Regions from separate parts of the Mus musculus genome. Here all the other regions are linked to region 3. The links are chromatin contacts, called in public HiChIP or PLAC-seq and promoter capture Hi-C maps. All regions are on one chromosome and are shown on one strand. Each heading gives the region's core, a stretch centred on a gene start, on an enhancer-like site or on the middle of the called end of the contact. The rest is flanking DNA. Distances are from core to core; before and after follow the strand shown.

Evidence for each region. Promoter capture Hi-C pulls out the DNA fragments that hold promoters and counts their contacts. HiChIP or PLAC-seq counts read pairs in DNA pulled down with a chosen protein or histone mark.
Region 1: a contact with region 3 is called in a promoter capture Hi-C map of embryonic stem cells, with 4 times the contacts expected there. The contact joins the promoter of Ryr3 here to the promoter of Aven in region 3. A contact is called at or near these places in 8 of 39 promoter capture datasets (3T3-L1-derived adipocytes, cranial neural crest, embryonic stem cells and 5 more), 2 of 484 Hi-C or Micro-C datasets (cortical neurons and embryonic stem cells) and 6 of 115 datasets of contacts at active chromatin or transcription factors (embryonic hindbrain, embryonic stem cells, forebrain and 2 more).
Region 2: a contact with region 3 is called in a promoter capture Hi-C map of hippocampal neurons, with 23 times the contacts expected there. The contact joins the enhancer-like site here to the promoter of Aven in region 3. A contact is called at or near these places in 17 of 39 promoter capture datasets (the 3T3-L1 cell line, 3T3-L1-derived adipocytes, the C10 cell line and 11 more), 2 of 15 datasets of contacts at CTCF or cohesin (pro-B cells and stem cell-derived epiblast-like cells), 27 of 484 Hi-C or Micro-C datasets (the AML12 cell line, the Ba/F3 cell line, the C2C12 cell line and 16 more) and 7 of 115 datasets of contacts at active chromatin or transcription factors (astrocytes, embryonic stem cells, forebrain and 2 more).
Region 4: an H3K4me3 HiChIP or PLAC-seq map of bone marrow-derived macrophages shows a contact between it and region 3, with 9 times the contacts expected there. The contact joins the enhancer-like site here to the promoter of Aven in region 3. A contact is called at or near these places in 7 of 39 promoter capture datasets (the 3T3-L1 cell line, the C10 cell line, cranial neural crest and 4 more), 8 of 484 Hi-C or Micro-C datasets (the AML12 cell line, cardiomyocytes, cortical neurons and 4 more), 9 of 115 datasets of contacts at active chromatin or transcription factors (the NIH/3T3 cell line, astrocytes, bone marrow-derived macrophages and 4 more) and 1 of 9 other capture datasets (embryonic stem cells).
Region 5: a contact with region 3 is called in a FOXA1 HiChIP or PLAC-seq map of pancreatic cancer cells. The contact joins the enhancer-like site here to the promoter of Aven in region 3. A contact is called at or near these places in 4 of 39 promoter capture datasets (the 3T3-L1 cell line, cranial neural crest and hippocampal neurons) and 5 of 115 datasets of contacts at active chromatin or transcription factors (the NIH/3T3 cell line, astrocytes, embryonic forebrain and 2 more).
Region 6: a promoter capture Hi-C map of hippocampal neurons shows a contact between it and region 3, with 2.7 times the contacts expected there. The contact joins the enhancer-like site here to the promoter of Aven in region 3. A contact is called at or near these places in 6 of 39 promoter capture datasets (the 3T3-L1 cell line, the C10 cell line, cranial neural crest and 2 more), 1 of 484 Hi-C or Micro-C datasets (ventral hippocampal neurons) and 3 of 115 datasets of contacts at active chromatin or transcription factors (bone marrow-derived macrophages, craniofacial prominence and forebrain).

Annotation. Positions count from the first base shown.
Region 1 is chr2:113,215,031-113,218,435 of GRCm38.p6, reverse strand. It overlaps Ryr3 (ryanodine receptor 3), which reads left to right and starts at 1,353. Exons shown (of 104, transcript NM_001319156.1): 1 at 1,353-1,496. The coding sequence starts at 1,446.
Region 2 is chr2:113,301,132-113,304,376 of GRCm38.p6, reverse strand. No RefSeq gene overlaps it. Among named protein-coding and RNA genes, the nearest start is that of Tmco5b, 17 kb to the right of the region's middle. Within about 2 kb of position 1,511, at least 13 of the 459 cell types and tissues checked have an H3K27ac peak or open chromatin away from gene starts, as enhancers often do. A contact at or near this core is called in the N1E-115 cell line, forebrain and hippocampal neurons, where this site is marked.
Region 3 is chr2:112,491,370-112,494,811 of GRCm38.p6, reverse strand. Aven (apoptosis, caspase activation inhibitor) reads right to left here and starts at 1,848. Exons shown (of 6, transcript NM_028844.3): 1 at 1,591-1,848. The coding sequence starts at 1,821. It also overlaps a transcript of Chrm5 not described here.
Region 4 is chr2:113,432,504-113,435,635 of GRCm38.p6, reverse strand. The region is part of intron 3 of Fmn1 (formin 1); the gene reads right to left. Among named protein-coding and RNA genes, the nearest start is that of Gm13963, 42 kb to the right of the region's middle. Within about 2 kb of position 1,660, at least 8 of the 459 cell types and tissues checked have an H3K27ac peak or open chromatin away from gene starts, as enhancers often do. A contact at or near this core is called in bone marrow-derived macrophages, where this site is marked.
Region 5 is chr2:113,370,004-113,373,057 of GRCm38.p6, reverse strand. All of the region lies in intron 2 of Fmn1 (formin 1), which reads right to left. Among named protein-coding and RNA genes, the nearest start is that of Gm13963, 20 kb to the left of the region's middle. Within about 2 kb of position 1,412, at least 4 of the 459 cell types and tissues checked have an H3K27ac peak or open chromatin away from gene starts, as enhancers often do. A contact at or near this core is called in pancreatic cancer cells, where this site is marked.
Region 6 is chr2:113,395,539-113,398,921 of GRCm38.p6, reverse strand. All of the region lies in intron 2 of Fmn1 (formin 1), which reads right to left. Among named protein-coding and RNA genes, the nearest start is that of Gm13963, 5.5 kb to the right of the region's middle. Within about 2 kb of position 1,426, at least 71 of the 459 cell types and tissues checked have an H3K27ac peak or open chromatin away from gene starts, as enhancers often do. A contact at or near this core is called in bone marrow-derived macrophages, hippocampal neurons and trophoblast stem cells, where this site is marked.

The DNA.
Region 1 (3,405 bases), core at 104-2,603, 720 kb before region 3:
TGGAGACAAGAGTCTTTATCCAAAGGTTGGGCATAGAGGCAAGCATGAAAGGTAAAGTGCCACAATGTGTGGATGGCATGCTGTATTCCAGGCAGCCTTTAGAGGAGCTGGTAGGTTCAGACCCAGAGCTGCTACTCACCTACATCTTGAGGCACTTTCTTTTAAAACATTTTTGTTTTGCCCAGAAACTACTTGACCAGCATACAGAAGGGACACCCTGCACTCTGTGCTTTTAGAGGACCAATCTCACTGCTCCCAAATCCTAAAAAATCCACCCAAGGTCAGGTAAGGATTAGTAGCCTCCTAGGACACACTGTGTGCTCTCAGCAGCCTCACACTCCCCTGAGTCCAGAGGGCTAGCTCTAAAGTGCAGAGTATGGGTAAGCGTGGGCACAAAGAAACAATTCTGACGCCATCTGATTTCCAAATTGAGGACAGCTTCTTGAAGCTCCCAGGGGCTAGTGAAGCTCTATTCAATGGGGGTGTAGTGTCCTTATCAGATTAAAAAAACAAAAACAAAAAACAAAACCAAAACGTTTATTGAGTTTGTTCTTTGCCAATTTCATGCACGTGTACTGTGCATTCTGATTATTGTACCCTCTCCTTATCAAATTTTAAAGAGTGAATGGGTTCTCTAAAGAAGAGCTACCCACGGGGTTACAAACTTTGTTATGGATGAGCAGTCACCCTCAGTCTCTCCTTGCTGCATGAAAAAGGAACACCCATTATGGGTGGTGAGGTGGTGAGTGGTCAGCGCCCTGCTCCAGATGGGCACTCCCACCCAAATATGAAACCAATACTTACTCTCTCTCTCTCTCTCTCTCTCTCTCTCTCTCTCTCTCTCTCTCTCTCTCTCTCTCTCTCTCACACACACACACACACACACTCTCACACACACACACACACACACACACACACACATGCACCGTGCAAAGTGGACAAATCTAGAGGGTTTGTGCCCAATTTGGGGGCACTGAATCTAAGCAACTGGCCTTTGTGTAAGAGCCATCTTCCCGTCGCCGCGGGGCGCGCGTCTCCACCGAATGTGCGGTGCCGTGCGGTGCGGGGGAGGTTCCACGGCTCCGGCCCGGGTCCCTAGCTCTGCCCCACACCCGCCCGGCGCGCGCCGCGCTGCGCTGTCCGCGGAGTCCGTGGCTGCCGCGCACTTGGCTGGGGCGAGAGGAGAGAGGGGTGGGCGGGCTGCTCGCCTGGCATTGGCGCTCTGCAGTGCAGTCAAGTGTTAGCCCAGCTCCCTATATGGTCGGGGATTAGCTCGGCGCTGCTGAGGCTGAGCGAGGAGCAGGAGGAGGAGGACGGAGGAGGAGGAGGAGGAGGAGGAGGAGGAGGAGGAGAAAGAGCAGCGGCAGAGCAGCAGTCAGCGCACGCCGCTGCCTAGGGGAAACAGAGGCGCCCGAGGCTGGGGCGCAGCGCACGCCCTGGGAGCCATGGCCGAAGCGGGAGAAGGAGGCGAGGATGAGATCCAGTTCCTGAGGACTGTGAGTCTCGGCGGCCGGGCGAGGCGGCGGGCAGGTGGGGAGGAGCGCGGCGCGGTGAGGAGGGGCTGCGCTGCGCCGCGGTGCGGGGCGCGTTCTCCGCACTCGCAGGCTGCAGAGGCGGACCAGCCACCTCTCCGCGGTGAGGGGCTGAGTGGAAAGGGGCCCCTTCTTCAGCCTTTCCCCCTCATTCCGTGCTGCCACCTCACACTCTCAGGTCTCCCACCCGGGACTGCTCGCTCTCCGGGCAACTCGCTACTTGGTCTGAAACCCTTGATGCTCAAACTTCAAGCTGAGCTTGGCTTGTGATTCCTCCGACCCAGAAGATCAGAGGTGTTCCACAACCGGCCTCCTGTCACCTCCACACCTTGCCGGGTCCCTCATTCGAGCTGCCTTTGGGCTCTAGGGGACAGTCAAGAAAGGAGCCAATGGGGCAGGGGCGAGAGTGGGGATCCCGGTCTGGAAACCGGGCGCCTGCTTTTGGTGGCAATGTAGGGACTGATCAGAAGGGAATTCATCCAGTACTGTCCGTCTCCCTTCTCTTTAAATCTCTATTCAGCAACTGCTGCTAAACCTTACTTGACTCACCCGCGGGTGTGTGAGAGCTACTGTTTGTGCTCCAGGCTCCCAAGAACCCTGCAGAATGGGGAAATCCCGGTCTGTGGCTCCGCGTCATCAGGTCCCCTTCTTGGCGCTGGATGGAGGGCAATGCTCCATCCCAGATTTGGGGAACGGGGCAAAGTCCAGCGCTGCTATGCCTGTCTTCCCCTTCGGGAGTTAACAACTCAAGGTGGTCGACCACCTTGAAGGACAGGGGGCAGCAGGTTGCTTCCTAGGGCTGATTTCAGCCACCTGACCTTGAACAATTCATATAATCTTCTCTACGTAGCCTCAGTTTCCTCTCGTGTAAAATGGAGGCAAATGTAACTAGCATTTCATGAAAGATAATTAAATGAAATAGTGAATTCCATAATATTTTGCAACTGACAAATGCTTTATAAGTGCTAGGTGACGAGGTAGGTAGGTCTGGAGAATTAGAATGAAAATCTTACCTTGCACTGTCCTTTTTAAGAGCGCCCTGCTTCTTTCTGTCCTGGTCATAGAGGACGACAACTTTGCTCTGTCCATCTTTTGGAACGTTCCCTCTTGCTTTGCAGTTTCCTTCTAATAATTTTCAGACCCATCCTTACTTCCATTGTCTCTTCTTCAAACACAGTTCCTTGGTCAAGGCTCAGTCTTGGGTCTTGTTTGACGGACAGAGAAGACCAACCATTCTCCTAATACGTCCGAGAGGCCAGAAGCTCGTCTACTTTGTCCTGGTTCATCTTTACACTGTACACAGCCCACCCACTGTCTCAGGGCCCGGCAAACTACCTGTTCTTCCCAGAGCCCCGTGGGACCCTTTTGCTTTTCCTCCAACAGGTGTCCTCAATAGTGAATGACTAACAGCACAGGTGCTTCTGGATTTGTGCCCTCTTCAGCCATGTTGTTTGTTTGTTTGTTTATTATTAAAAGTCTAGGCACAGATAATTGAGGAAATTTTCTTTGGGCAGCTTGAGGCAGCTTGAAGATGAGACTCAAGGAGTTAAGGTTAGAGATCCGAAGCCTGACCTCAAGTCTTCATTTCATGTAGGCTGCTTGTCTTAGCTTCGGTAGCCATCTTCCCAGCCTTCTCTGTACTGGGCAGTGTTGTTGTAGTTGAGAACACCTGTAGCCAAGGCTTAAAATGGCAGTGGTTGTTTAACTTTGTCTCACCAGTTTTCTGGAGATCAGAGTAAATGGAACTCTTTTTAAAGCCAATCTAGAGACTCTGTGGGGCTCAAGCACCCTGATCAATAGTTCATTTGCAGAGGGCTGAGTATCTGCACAGCTCAGAAGGAGAGCTGAGGTCACCAGGGAGTGACTCCCAGGT
Region 2 (3,245 bases), core at 262-2,761, 810 kb before region 3:
CATATGAAGCCTAAGAAGAAGGGAGACCAAAATGTGGATGCTTCAGTGCTTCTTAGAAGGGTGAACAAAATACTCACAGGAGGAAACATGGAGACAAAGTGTGGAGCAGAGACCGAAGGAAATGCCATCTAGAGACTGCCTCACCTGGAGACCCATTCCTATATACAGCCACCAAACCTTGACGCTATTGTGGATGCTGGGAAGTGCTTGCTGATATGGATGTCTCCTGAGAGGCTCTGCCAGCGCCTGACAAATACAGAGGCGGATGCTTGCAACCAACCATTGGACTGAGCACGGGGTCCCCGATGTAGGAGAAGGGATTGAAGGAGCTGAGGGGGTTTGCAGCCCCATGGAGGGAGCAACAGTGTCAACAGGCCAGAGCCCTGAGCTCTGGGGACTGGACCACCAACCAAAGAGTACACATGGAGGCACCCGTGGCGTTGGCTGCATATATGGCGGAGAATGGCCTTGTTGGCATCAGTGGGAGGAGAGGTCTTTGTGCCCTAGTGGCTTTGATGCCCCAGTGTAGGGGAATGCCAGGGTGGGAAGATGGTAGGGGGTGGGGGAGTATCCTCACAGAGGCAAGGGAAGGGGGGGATGTGATAGAGGGTTCCCAAAGGGGAGCCTGGAAAGGGGAAAATTTTGAGATATAAAGAAAATATCTAATAAAAAAAAGCAGAAAACAAACACAACAAAACAAACAAACATGTGACAAGGGATGCATGTGTCAGGGAATCCTCTGATTGCACTTTCTGATCAGCTGTGGCCATATCTTTCATCTCCACATAATATAAATGTAGCCTTAGAATCTCGGTCATGTTTACTATCACTGAGATGAAGCACATGAGCAAAGCAGTGGGAGAGAAGGGTTGATTTCACTCACAGCTCCGTTCAATAGCTCATCCTTGAGAGCAGTGAGGGGAGGGACTTAAGCAGCACAGGAACCTGGAGGCGGGAGTTCCTGTACAGGCCATGGAGGCAGGAGTTCCTGTACAGGCCATGGAGGAATGCTGCTTACTGGCTTGCTTCCCACGGCTTGCCCAGTCCGCCTTCTTATACAACCCAGGGCCACCAGCCCAGGGATGGCCCCACCCACAGTGCCTGTGCCCACCCACATTACTAATTAAGAAAATGCCCTACAGGCTTGCCTGCAGTCCAACCTTATGCGGCATTTTCCCAATGATGGCTCCTTCCTTGCTGATGACTGGGTCCTGTGTCAAACTGACATAGTATTAGTCTGCAGAGTCCCAAATGCTGAAGCTTCAGCATAAAAAGCCTCAGGCATGGGTCCTGCCCTGAAAGGGACCTGGAGTAACACAGATTTCTACAGATAGACTTGTATGAATGAGTTATGGGCAGGGAATCCTCGGGAGAGCCTCCCAGCTCTGTGCCTGCCGAATCCCTATGGATCACTCCCTCTTGGCGTCTAGACAGTGCCTTCACCGCATCCAGTACTTTATTATAGTGTTACCTTCTCAGTGAACACTGTGACCGCTCCTTCTCAGTTCCCACCCCCGACTGCCTCATTATCTGCTTGCCAACTACGATGTGGGCCCAATTCAGTCTGTCTTTTCAGTACTATAAATCTAATATCAAGAATATTGACTAGACCAACGAAATTATTCTATACATTTCTTTTAGAGTGATTGGTTGAATGAGCAAATTCAGACCAATTTGAATTATTAGAACACCGAGAATTATCCACGAATGACATCTAATTGATCTTCCCTACTAAAACGTGCTAGTTGGATGAAACCAGCGGAAGTGCTTTATTTGATTTGGCCACAAGAGGGTACTGTTGATCAGTTTTAAAATTTTTTGCGGGCGCCACACTCAGAGCTTATTCATATTTTCGACTTTCTTAGACCCCAGAAAAGAAACCTGAGATACATCTGCAGCCAAAACATAGTGTGCTGCCTCTGCTCCAATGTTCTTGAACAAAACTGTTAACGTCTGTAGCAAGGACGAGCTCTAAAAGAGAAAACTTCCCCAGAAATCAAGAACATGTGGAATATACAAAAAAATATAATAAAAAAAGGCTACTATGCTGTCACAGCTTCTGTGAATACAGAGATGCCACCGGCTGGACAGGTGACCTTTGTTTCCACCGTGTCCCTCCCTCCTTTCTGTCCTATCAGCTCTTTGTCAGTACTCCTGAAAGTAAACGCTTTTATAATGTGAGATCCCAGCCTCACAGTTGCAGTTGTATCCCTGGAGGCAGCAGGCTGGAAAAGAAGCCATTTGCTCTTTTACTAAGTACTTTATCCTCAGTATCCCTGTAATGAGGGGCTGTGTGATGCCTGGTGAGGAATAAGGAGGACCTCTGTGTCAAGGTCACAGCACTTAGGACTACAGGAAATCCAGGGAAGGTTCTTGGAGCTTTGGGTAGAGAGTGGGAAAGGCTGTCTCCAGTTGGGAGGAATTAAAAGGTAGCATTCAATGATAATCAATTCTATTTGCTTAGCTATATCTAAAGCTTTTTATTTGGTTGTATCTAGAACTATTATCTGAATTTTATACTTTTATTAACACTTGAATTTAAATTTTTTATCACTTAAAAATGAGTAATTACAACAAGCTGGAGTAGCCATTTTGATATCGAATAAAATCAACTTCCAACCCAAAGTTATCAAAAAAGACAAGGAGGGACACTTCATACTCATCAAAGGCAAAATCCTCCAAGAGGAACTCTCAATTCTGAATATCTATGCCCCAAATGCAAGGGCAGCCACATTCATTAAAGACACCTTAGTAAAGCTCAAAGCACACATTGCACCTCACACAATAATTGTGAGAGACTTCAACACACCACTTTCATCAATAGACAGATCGTGGAAACAGAAACTAAACAGGGACACAGGGAAACTAACAGAAGTTATGAAACAAATGGACTTAACAGCTATCTACAGAACATTTTATCCTAAAACAAAAGGATATACCTTCTTCTCAGCACCTCACGGGACCTTCTCCAAAATTGACCATATAATTGGACATAAAACAGGCCTCAACTGATACAAAAATATTGAAATTGTCCCATGCATCCTATCAGACCACCATGGACTAAGGCTGATCTTCAATAACAACATAAATAATGGAAAGCCAACTTTCACGTGGAAACTGAATAACACTCTTCTCAATGATACCTTGGTCAAGGAAGGAATAAAGAAAGAAATTAAAGACTTTTTAGAGTTTAATGAAAATGAAGCCACAACATACCCAAACCTATGGGACACAATGAAAGCATT
Region 3 (3,442 bases), core at 599-3,098:
TATAGCATTACAAAGAGCAGTACGGCTGTTCCTTAAAAATAAAAACTATAACCACCACTAAGGATTCCACAATCCTATTACTAGGTATATATTCAAAGGAACTGGAGTCAAACATTTGCATTATTGTGTGTGTGGGGGGGGGGGGGGGTGTGTGTGTGGGTGTGTGTGGTTTTTTTGAGACAGGGTTTCTCTGTGTAGCCCTGGCTATCCTGGAACTCACTCTATAGACCAGGCTGGCCTCAAACTCAGAAATCAGCCTGCCTCTGCCTCCCAAGTGCTGGGATCAAAGATGTGCGCCACCACTGCCCCGCAGAAAAAACATTTGCATTCTTGTGTTTATTTTTATTTACATGAATGTAGGGGGGGTGCATATACCGAGAGTGTGGGTGCCTTACAGAGGATTAAGAGCAGTTTGCTACTGTTCTGGAAAACATAACTGCCTTTAACGTGGGCTCAAAGGATCTGATGCCTTCTGGCCTCTGCTGGCACTACACTTATGTACACACACACACACACAGAGAGAGAGAGAGAGAGAGAGAGAGAGAGAGAGAGAGAGAGAGAGAGAGAGAGAAAGAGAGGAAGAGAGGAAGAGGAGAGAGAGACGGGTCCACGGGCGCAGAAAAACTAATATACTTCTTTAACAAAAACAAAAAATAGATATAAACAAATTCTTGTATTTTGCGAAATTAACAATTGCATTAAGGATAATAACACACTGCAGTAAAGGTGACTGTCCTGATAATTTGCTTATCACACTCAGTAAGCTCATGGTTCATACCACACATCTTTAGAAGGAATGGTTTCAGGGCTTCTTAGTTCCCAAGTAAGTTACTTTGGAGGAGTACATATCTAGAAGTTGTTTCCATTTGCAGTCTAATCATCCAGAGGGAAAGCAAAGGACGTAGACTGTGTGGAATCCTGCAGCTGGACAGTGGTCCCTACACAGCTGGAACGCTGTTGACTGCTTTCAGAGCACTGCACTAATCCTGATTTAGAGCACCAATGTGCCCAACATATAAGATATGAGTACAGAAAGGCCTTGGGAAGGTCGGTCAGTTTCTCCTCATTTAATCTTTAGGTACCCAGAATAGTCTCGGCGAGACTAAATACGAATCTGAAGAGTGGGAAAGATCTTAGAGGTCACCAATCCAAACCAAAATGAAGACATAATCTTCCCCCCATGTCCTTCCATCCAGGTATGGGTGACCACAGACACTGTTACCTAGGCAATGTGGGATGGGATAAAGGAAACGGAGGGCAGAGTAAACACTTCTGTGTAAATCTGTATTCTGGTAGACTTCGCTCCGCAGGAAGTCACTTCTGGGATAGCACGCCAGGCTGTAGCCCGGACACCAGGCGCCGCCGTTAGTCTCCATCAGACCATGGGACTCTGGCACCAGCAAAACGCGGAGGCCGGTCGCTTAGTCCTTCGGCCACAAGCAGCCAGGGGCTGAGCGTGCACGGTACACGTGCATGTCCCCTCTCCCTCCCCCCCCCCCCCGCGCGCCCTCCCGGCTCCATCCCGCGCAGGCGCTGTGCCTCGCGCTCCCCACACGCCGGCTAGCGGCCGCAGCAACCCGCGCTCCTTACCCGAGTGCTGGCTCCGCCGCCCCGGCCTCCAGGCTCCCAGCGGCCGCCTCGCAGGCCGCCACCTCCTCGGCCTCGGCGGAAGCCCCGGCCTCGGCCCCGCCGGCCGCCTCCGTCCCCGCAGCCTCCTCTCGCCAGCGCCGTCGCTGCCCCGACCGGCTCTCGGTCCCCTCCGGGCCGCTCCCGGCCTCCCCGCCGCCCGCGGCCGCCCCTAGCCCCGCGCTCAGCCTGCATGAGGCCGCCGGCGAGCAGAACGCGCGAGCCGCCGCGGAGAGCGCAGGCCCCACCGGAAGCAGCCGAGCGCCGGCCGTGGTGATCGGGGCGCGGGGCCCGGCCGGGGCGGGGACCACGAAGTGATCTGTAATAAAAGGACGCCATAAAGTCACTTTGTGTGATAGTTCTTAATTCATATGAGTGTTTGCATGACACAAAACCTAAGGTGTCCGATGAGTTTTTTAGTTAACCTGATTTAAAGAAGATAAGTCATTTTAAAGTCAGGATTTAGGAAGGGTTGAGGGTGAGTCCCAAGTCACAGGTCTGGACAGCGGCTCAAGTGGGTGGAGGGTCCGGTAGGGAAGGGGAAAGATGCTTGAAAATCTTGAAGAGAACTTGTAAACGTCGTTGCTGTAACTCACATTGAGCGCTTGATTCTCATAGGTACTTGCCCTTATTTTGCAATGAGGCAACAGTCCTAGAGAGCTTAACTCCCCTAGCAGGACTTGGTTAGACAGGGTCCAAAGACAAGGGTAGCGGGAAAGTTAGTTATAGAAAGACAAGAGAGAGCTGGGAACGTAGCTCAGTTGGAGAATGCTAAAATCGTCTTTGGCGTGAGAAAGAAAGAAAGAAAGAGAGAGAGAGAGAGAGAGAGAGAGAGAGAGAGAGAGAGAGAGAGAGAAAGAAACAACAGAAGCCGAGGTTAACAGAAGCCGAGGTTAATTTTGTCTTAAGGAAGCTACCTGAAAACAATGAAAGCAAGCCCAGCCATGGTGGTGCAGGCCTTTTAATCCCAGCACTGGAGAGCCAGGGGTAGGCCCATCTCAGAGTTCACAGCCAGTCTGCTTTACAGAGTGCAGGTCAGAGTTACAGGACTGCAAGGGCTACACAGTGACCCTGTCTCAAAAAAATAAAAATAAAGTAAAAGTAAAAGTAATTAATTAATAATAATAAAAGCAAAGGGATGGAATCAGCCTACCAAAAGAAATGTCACTTTCATCGCGTCTTAGGCCCCTTCCTTATAGCCATATATCACTTCTAATTGTGTACAGAATTATATACCAGTAGCACTATGTTCCGAATTGAAAAGACAGATTGGCCCCACCCTAAAGTCCTCAATTCACGTGGAAGATAATTATATAAACAAATGATTCTGCTCCAGTGAGCTGAATGCTGTGAGCAACTCAAGATCAAAGCTGGAAGTTGGCTTTTCTTAAGTAAACCCCCAAGGTACAGCCTGATGACTGAACTGGAGTTGACCCAGCTAACAGGTGGCAGGGAGTGGGGGAACCTATGTGATGAGAGAACCCCTGGAGGTTTGTCAGCTTAAGATAAAATGTCTTTTAAAATGGTTATCCCAGCTGGGCAGTGGTGGCCCACGCCTTTAATCCCAGCACTTGGCAGGGCAGAGGCAGGTAGATTTCTGAGTTCGAGGCCAGCCTGGTCTACAAAGTGAGTTCCAGTACAGCCAGGGAACCCCTGTCTCAAGGAAAAAAAAAAAAAAAAGAGTACTTGGTACCCACAGATACCTGAAGACAGCTTTGGATTCCCTAGGACTGGAGTCATGGATAGTCTTAGCTACCATGTGGATGCTGATAACCAAACCTTGGTCTTCTACAAAAGCAACAACTGCTCTTAATTG
Region 4 (3,132 bases), core at 411-2,910, 940 kb before region 3:
CCAGCCAGTGTCAAAGCTTATCTGGGAAGGGACTCACGATGAATGACAAATACAAAAGTGGAAACAGAAAATCTGTGACTCCACTTGTGTGGCAGGTGAGAGGCACAGCTACTAAGGTACAGAATTTTGTGGGTCACGTTTCTGAAGGATATTGGGGAATTTCCAAAGCAAAGAGAGAAACTTTGTTGTGCCACAGGGACAACTACGGTAGAAGGCATGGAATCTGTGGAGAAACTACTTCAAAGTTGCTTCTGGTAAAAGTTACCAAGATGGTCTGGAATGTAATGAACAAGGTCGGCCTCATGCAGCATCTTTCTTCTCTTCCTTCCCTGGCAGCAATGCCAGACAGCTCTTTGCCACTACAACCAGGTATCTGCTTGATTCTTATATTAATTGTCTAAGCATATACAATCATGGAGCTCATTAGGATATTTTCATACATGTGCATCACTGTTTTTTATTTATATCTGTCTCTTTCAACTCATAATCTCCTGCTCCCCAGGAGAGCCCCCTCCCCCTACACTTCTGCTTTGTATGACATTGAGAGCTAGATTTAACATTTTGGAAAAACTCTAGTTTCTGCATGTGAGAGAAAAACTTGGAATACTTGCCATTTCTTTTCCTCATTCTCTAGTTATCTTGAAAAATAGTTCAACTTCAAAACTCTAACTCTCCCACGGCTAGGGAAGATGAAGACATACCTAAAACAAAATGAAGATGGGTATGTGGTGGCATGCACCAATAATCCCAGCGCTTGAGAGGTGGAGCCAAAAGAAAGTTTGAGAGAAGCCTGGGCTACTCAGTGAGTTCAAAGCCAGCCTGGGTTGCATACAGAGTTCCTGTCTCAAATAAAAAACCAAGTACTGGGAAGGATGCTTGCTTGTTTAGTGGGCAAGACTCTAGATTCAATCTCCAACAAAACAAAACAGGGACGGGGAAGGGGAAGGAGGAAAGGAGGAAAAGGCAAATAGATAAGAAAAGCATTCACCAAGGCAGAAGGTAAAGACAGCCAATGTTTCTGGATGCCACTGAGGTCCTATGTAAGCATTATACACAATGGGCTCTTTAAATAATTTTTCGTATGCCTAAATTTGCCCCACAAAGCTATGAGAAAAGTATTATTTAGATTATCTCTGTTCAGTGCAAGTTGTACAATAAAGGAAATATTCTATCTCTTGCCCTCTGAAACAGTCAATAGTGGTTCCATTCCTGTAGTCTCTATGCACCTAAAACATGGCCAGTGACGAAGAAATGAAGTGCTTAATATGATTTCATTAGAATTCATTTAACAGACCCATCTGCTAAGCAAACACTTTACTGGCCACTGCTATTGATGTTATAGGGCATTTAAAAGAAATTAGGTCAAGTCTGCGATTAGACACCCAAGAAATGGCAAGGCCAGGTTTTGTACTGGATCCATCTAATTATAAGTGTTTCCTATTTCATAGTGTTTTTAAATCGCTATAGTGTAGAAGCTTTCTTTTCTGTTGAAACACTGAAAGGGAGGCAGAGGAGATCACTTAAAAAAAAAAAACTTCTGTTTTCATGCCTTCAGTTTGGTAATTTGATGCTGCTCTGTGTTTCACTCTGTACTGGCTACTGTTTTGTTCCCTTCACACTGCTGGAGTCATCTGAGAAGAGGAACTTGGCAGTGGTTTGAATGAGAATGGCCCCCATAAGCTCACAGATTCATTGCTTGGTCACCAGAGAGTGATACTGTGTGAAGGGATTAGGAGGTACGGCCTTGTTGGAGAAGGTTTGGCCTTGTTGGAGGAAGTGTGTCACTGGGGTGGGCCCGAGCCCAGACCCAGTGGTTCCCTCTCTTCCTGTTACCTGTGGATCCCCATGTAGAATTCCCATCTCCTTCTATAGTACCAGGCCCGCTTACAAGCTGCCACCATGCTGATAATAATCTAATCTGTCAAATTGTAAACAGGCCCCAGTTAAATGCTTTCCTTTAAAAGAGTTGCCATGGTTATGTATCTCTTGACAGCAACAGTAACTCCAACTAAGACAAACCTCAATTAAAACAGAAAAAAATAAAGCCTCTATCAGATGCCCTGTGGCAAGCCTATGGTATATATTCTTGATTAATGATTGATGAGGGAGGACCCCGTCCACTGTGGGTTTCATTACACCTGGGCAGGTAGAACAAGCAAATAAGTAGCATCCTTCCATGGTCTCTACTTAAGTTTCTGCCTGCAGGTTCCTGCCTTGAGTTTCTGCCCTGAATTCCCTCTGTGGTAGACTATGATTGAGCTGTGGAAGCCAAAATACAAACCCGTTTCTCCCCAAGCTGCTTTTGGTCATGGTATTTTATCAAGGAAACTAAGACGCTTTTAGTAACTAAACAATGAGTGTCCAGCTGGGTAGAAGGACTAGAGTAATCCAGACTAATGCCAGGCTTTACTATGATTAACGGAGGCTAAACTCCCAACAGTTACTAAACGTTCCAGCTGCCATCCTTACATACAACTGAGAGTCGGCACAGCTACAGGAAAAGGCTCAGGAAATTCATAATCTAAAACTAACAGCAGAAATCACGTTCACTGGCCCAGACAGTGCTGGCCCCAGTGTATAACGCTGATCAAACTACTGCCTGATAATATATTCTTCCTGTCCCTAGGTTTTGTAATGGATCTGAAATGCCTTGGCTCACGAGTCTCTTGGTCCCTTATGAAGCAGTGCTCAGAGGGGTTTAGGGAGCTGAGCAGATCCAGAGGGTTCTAACTTCATCAATGGATTAATCTACTCAAAGGTTCATAGTGCGATGGGCCATTCGACAGTGGTGAGAACATAAGAGTTGGGGCCTAGATGGAGGAAGTGGGTCACTAGGCCATGCCTCAGGACATTTTGCTCCTTCCTGTACTGGCTAGTTTTATGCCAACTTGATGAAAGCCAGAATCATCCGAGAGGAGGGAGCCTCAACTGAGAAAATATCTCTGTAAGATGGGGCTGTAGGCAAGCTGCAAGCTATAGGGTATTTTCTTTATTAGTGGTTAATGGAGAAGACCTAGCCCATTGCGCGTTATCCCATCCCTGAGCTGGTGGTCCTGGATTCTATAAGAAAGTAGACCGAGCAAGCCACGGGGAGCAAGCCTTTAAGCAGCACCGCTCCATGGCCTCTGCATC
Region 5 (3,054 bases), core at 163-2,662, 880 kb before region 3:
GTGTGTGTGTGTACTAATTACCTGCCTACCACCCACTTACCAACTACCTAAGAGCAGATCGTTCTACTGAGATGACTTCCTCCAGTTACAATCAAGTCTTTTCTTGGTCTCCATGCTATAGGCAGTTCACCTGCATCATCAAAGTTCCCTTGTGCTGCTCCTCAGGGTCTACTTCACCCTTTGGTGCTCTGGGCCCTGAAGGGCAGACCTTGTAGGCCATAACTGGCAGCTTGATGATCCCCTTACACCTGTCTTTGGCTTTACTTTAGAAAGTCAGGCAAGGGTATTTCATATGCTCTTCTTCTTTTGGTCCCTTCTTCAGCCCCACCCCCCATCATGCCATTCTTTGTCACATAACCCTCCTCAACCCCCAAACCCCCTTCCCAGAAGGGCCTGGAGGTGGGTCTGTTCCTGTGTTGGAACTCTGTTGCATCCAGAAGCCCCACTATATTGCCTTCATGGTTAGATTCTGGATTTTGTGCTATGCTCATCTAATTTTACCATCAAATATACTTCTTTCAGGCATTACCTTCATGGCTCTCCAGATACGTTCCTGTTCGTTGTTTAGTTGTTTGTTTTTGACAAATGCTATATTCTCATTGCTGAGTTTCCTGCTTTACTGGAAGACACAGGAAAAACACAGAAAATGTGCTTCCACTATAATCCTACCCCCACATATACATGACACTCAGTAAAGCATGTTTCTTTGGTTTTTTTTTTCCCTTAAAGAAATAAAATTGCAATTTTTAGATGAAACATAGGTACCGGATTAGCTTTAGTAATTTAAAATAGAGCAGCAACAACAGAGGAACCAACTCTTAAGTATCAACAGATGGGACTACTTGAGAATAGACAGGTTCCGTACAGCAGAAGAAACAATCAGTAGAGCAAACGGTCAGCCTAACGAATGGGAGAAGACCTTTACTAACTACCTTTAAGCAAGGAAATAAATACCTAGAATTCACAAGGAACTGCAGAAATGAAATGCCAATGAAATAAGACTACCATCAACAAATAGGCAGATGAGCTAAATAAACACTTATAGAAAGAAACAGAAGTAGCCAATTACTATTTTAAAAGTGTTAAACATCCCGAGCCCTTGGAAGAATACAAATTGGAACTACTTTGACAAAGCACCTCACCCCAGTCAGAGTGGCTATCATCAATGGGTCTGACAAGAGACTGAGAGGATGTGGAGAGAAAGAAGCCCTTATTCACTGTTGTTGGGGACTAAATACAGCCATTGTGGAAGTCAGCTTTGAGATTTCTCAAAAAATTAAAAATAGAACTACCATATGGTTCATTTATTTTGCTTCTGGGCATTTTTCCAGAGAACTCTATACACCACCACTGAGATATTTACACACCACAGTTATTGATTCACCGCGGCAAGGAACTGGAATCAACCTAGTTGTCCACCAACACATGAATGGAGAGTGAAAATTTGGTCTATGTGGTTGGACTGATGGTTCAGTAGTTAGAGCTTTGTTGTTCTTGTGGAGGACCGTGGGCCAATCCCTAGCACCCATATGGAGCCTGACAACCTCCTGACTGACACATAACTCTAGTTTTAGGGGATCCCAAGCCCTCTTCTGACCTTCATGTGTACCAAGCCCTCAAAGGACGCAAAGACGTACCTACAAGCAAAAATTCATATATATAAAATAAAATCAATCTTAAAAAAGAAAATCTGTAGTGTGTGTGCACACACACATACATATACATACACACACATGAATGCTATTTAGCTCTAAGGAAATATAAAAGGACAAAATTTTCAGGAAAAAGGATTAAATATTAGGGAATGAAGAAAGATTGAATGTAGGTATAAATGAGTGATGAAAGAGGATATAAAATTAATCGTTTTTTCTAGCTCTAATGCTGTCACGGATTTTCCATTTTGGTGATGGATAAATGTATAAAAATACACTGGATTCTGAAAATATAAAAACACAATATGAATCTCTATAGATTCCCTTTCAAGTGGCTACTTTAACTATATAGAAGTTCACTGAGATATATAGCTTAGGGGGGTCTGGCTAATTTTGGTGTGTGATTTCTTTCCTCAAAACGGTGTGGCTATGCTTGTGCCTATAACCCCAGCACTGTGGTGGTCAGAGACAGGAGGATCACTGAGGTTCGCTGGCTGCCAGCCTGGCTCCAGATTCAGTGATAAACCTTGCCTTAAGAGAATAAGGTGGTGCCGGGCGTGGTGGCACATGTGCATGCCTTTAATCCCAGCACTTGGGAGGCAGAGGCAGGCGGATTTCTGAGTTCAAGGTCAGCCTGGTCTACAGAGTGAGTTCCAGGACAGCCAGGGCTATATAGAGAAACCCTGTCTCAAAAAGCCAGAGAGAGAGAGAGAGAGAGAGAGAGAGAGAGAGAGAGAGAGAGAGAGAGAGAGAGAGAGAGAGAGAATAAGGTGGAGAGTGACAGAGCAGAACACTTGATCTTTATTGGCCTCTACATGGGCACAGGCACCCACCTACATGCACAACCACACACATATAAATAAAAATAAGAAACAAAATGGTAAAAATAATGCTTTCGAAATTATAAAAGTTACATGCACCCGCCACATCTAGAGAAACACTGTAAGGATACACAAAGTAGAGAGGTGAAGGAGCTGACACACCCAGTTCTCACACCCTGTTCTCTGGTCTATTCCCCACTGCCTTGCCCTTTGAATGTTAACAGCCTGGCCAATTCTTCTTTACACCTTTCTCTCTGACATTCAAGTCTGTGCAAAAAACACATATTTATGTATGGGAAGAAGACATGTTCATTTTTACAAGAAACAGAGCATTCTATATATTATATTGCAGCTTGTTAGAAATCTATATTAATACTTTAGACAGTTTCATAGTATTACAGAGGAAAAAATGTGTTGCAATTTATTTAAACATGTCTTCGCTCATGAATGTTCAGTTTTTTTTTTTCCCTAGATGTTGCAGAAGTATTAAAAAATTGCTTTAGGGCCAGCAAGATGCTCAGCTGGTAAAGTGCTTGCCATGCAAGCCTGGTGACCTAAAGCCAATCCCATGAGCACACATA
Region 6 (3,383 bases), core at 177-2,676, 900 kb before region 3:
AGTTACCCAGAGGAAGCATCCAGCCGTGTTTACAAATTGTAATGTCCGGGGTTCAAATATGCAATTCTCAAAATTTGATATCTCAACTGCTGCTTTAAAGGGTGAGTTTTGTATGGTGACCGCTTTGTAGAATCATCCACCATTTGAGTGCTGAAGGCTTCCATACCTCCACACAGAGTTATTTAGTCGCAGATTCATTAATATTAGATGCTTAACTGCCTAACTCCCGAGCAGGGGAAGTGACTTATTTACATAGCCTGTAGGGAAAAAAAAATGCCAAATTGCTTTCTAAACTATCTCTTTTATGGACTCCTTTTTTGTGGTTGAAAGGGATTTTCTTTTAAAAGTCACTAAGTTGAGGCTGCAGTTGCTCAGTGAGATGATGGTAGCGATGTGGACCTTGTAATATAGTTGTGAAAATCTGATGAGATTCAGTGGATGAAAGGGCTCTGCCAGTGACAAAATACTGGGTGAACGAACGTGACACTTAAATAGCCTGCTTCCCACTGCAGGTACCACAGCTGTTGGCTTCAAGGGTTACCCTGGGTCATGTGGAGGCGTCTTCCCATGAGACATGGTTTGTTACTAAGCATCATGTGAGGACACGCGGGAAGTTCTTTTAGATTTCAGAGGAAGAGATAGGCAATAACCAAGGGCACATGATTGTACAGAAAGTGGGATTCCAAGCCTTCATGGACAGGAAAGCGCTAAGCAGACAGGAATCAGAAGAGAATGGTGGACTGGCAATTCAGGAGAACAGGATGCAGTGCAGAAAGGAGAGGAGCCCGGGGCCGAGTGTTTGTGCAGGAAATAGATGTAAGACGGAACTTGGAAAGGAAGGTCAGTGTAGATAGATGAAAAAGACAGGCCATCCTTGTCCACTCTCCATATTACCTCCAAACTTACTGACCAAGTTCCACTGATTTAGTTGAGTGGCCTTAATATTTCTACGTATCCTTCAATAGACCAGGGAGAAAAGGGATGAAGAATTGAGAAACAGGCAGGAAAGAGGAAGCTGTAAAGCTTGGCAACGTGCCCAGAGTGGAACCGACTCAGCCGACAGGAAGAGGAGGCAATAAAAGAGCAGTGTAGGCTGCAGGCAGGTTGGAGCAGAAACCAGGGAAAGAGGGCAGGGAGAGACAAATTACTGTAACAGCTAAATTGCAGGGCCATGAAACTTGAAGGATTCTGGATCCCACTTCCTGGTGAGTCTTCTGGCTTTGAAACCTTGGGAAGGAAAACTGATACTCATAAATAACTACGGCAGGAAAACTGCATACTGGAAGGAGTGTTCGTGTTGATTAAAGGCAAGGGGGTTTCTTGACAAAGAAAGAACTGTGGCTGGCTGGAGCTGCCGAGAATTTGCAAGATGCTATCATGGCTATATGTGGGAGTTAGAGAAAACTACAAGGCAAATGCTGCAGGAAGCCATGAGCACCTGCTGTTATCCAGGCACTGTGTTGGGAGTCTGCTGCTATCCAGGCACTGTGTTGGCAGTCAGAGAGGGGAAAAATGAGACAGGGTCTGGTGGACAATAGCAAGGAGGGGTTTTACATCTTATATCCAACAGAGAAGATAAGGCCAGACCTGCTTCCTTCAGGACCTTTTTCTCAAAAAAGATCAAATCATTATCCAACCACAGATTTCCTTTCCCATTAGTTTTCAGAAGCCATGTTTAATACTACCCAGATTCAGCACGTACCTTAAGGACCTGCAACAAACTAGAGTCTGTCTACACAGAACATCTGTTTCACTGCAGTGTCAAGAAATGGATCAAGAATCCACCTGCCTCTGCCTCCCAAGTGCTGGGATTAAAGGCGTGCACCACCAGAGGCAGGCAGATTTCTGAGTTCAAGGCCAGCCTGGTCTACAGAGTGAGTTCCAGGACAGAGTGAGAAACCCTGTCTCGAAAAACCAAAAAGAAAAAAAAAAAAAAAAAGAAAAGAAAAGGAAAGAAATGGATCAGGACAACAATGGAGCAGGAGGCTGAAGAAATAGCTCAGTTAGTTAGGCGCTTACTGTGCAAGCATTAGACCCTAGATTCAGTCCCTAGAACCACATAGGAATGGCAGCAGTATGCACTTGTAACCTTCATGCTGGGGAACCCCTGGGGCTCTCTGACCATCTAATCTACTTAGGCACTGCAGGCCAAAACATAGACTCTCTCAAGAAACAATGTAGGTAGCAGCAGAAGGTAACATCCACCTCCCTCGCAGACATGCATGCATGCATATGTTCACTATTAATTAAATGAAATCCAAGAACATCTTTCTTCATGAAGTAAAAGCTAAATGAAAAACTTAAAAGAAAAACAAACCAAGGCTTCCAGTGTATTAAAGGGACTTGACCAAAGTTAACCTACAATACAAATATTCTCAAATCACACCCAGCGCCATTCCAACTGAAGTTCCTTCCTGAGATAATAAAACCTCCTCTTTTAGCGATGCTAAATATGACATTTCATTCCATGTAAGTCTAAAGAACTCGTATCAGTACAAGAGAGAGGGGCCTGTAAGGACATGCCTGTGTTTCTGAGGGAGCTCATAGCCTTGGTCACTCAGCAGACAGGCAGGGGTGGGGAGGGAATGGTGAGGAGGAAGAGTAGGAAAAGTCGAGAAAAGAGAATGAATGGGACCGGAAGGGAGGGAAGAAGGAGGGCAAGAGAGACAGAGTCAGATGCACAGGATAAGAAAGCACGCAGATAATAGTAGAAGGCCCGGATCATCAAGAGACAGAGAGAAAGGCCAGTTAGGGTAGAGGAGAAGCAGGGATAAATTAAGAGAAAGAGGAAACAGGAGAGGGTGCAAGAGAAATGGCATGGGGAAGCAGAAAATAAGCAACGTATCCTTCATAAAAGAAGGAGGAAGAGAAAGAGTAGGAAAAGGAGGGAAGGAGGAGGGAGAGGAGGAGGAGAATTGTAATAAGAAAAACAAAAGCAATGCCACAATTCCTAACAAGACACCAATCAACTTATGTTTGCCCATGGCTACTGGTTCTGACTCTGGTCTGCTGATTCCCAAAGGATCGCCACAATTCACTGGCTGTCCATTCATTACTCAGCAGAATCACTGTCTCTAAAAGAAGAATGTGTGTTCATGTGACACTTCAAAGTCCATTTTTTAAAAGCCTCATGGGAGCCACCACAGGCACTATACAGAGGATGAGCCATCATGGTGTTTTGCATAAAGACATATTTTAAAGCTCCATCTGCATAACTGTCAGTGAAGACAGCAATTAGGTGACAACACCGTGTGATTAGCTTCCAGAAATTAGAGGTGAGAATTAAAATCACGCAGTGAAATCTACAAACTCCAGGTCATAAAAACCTACTTTAAATACAACTAATGTGTCATTTAAATAAAAAAATAAGATAAATAAACCAA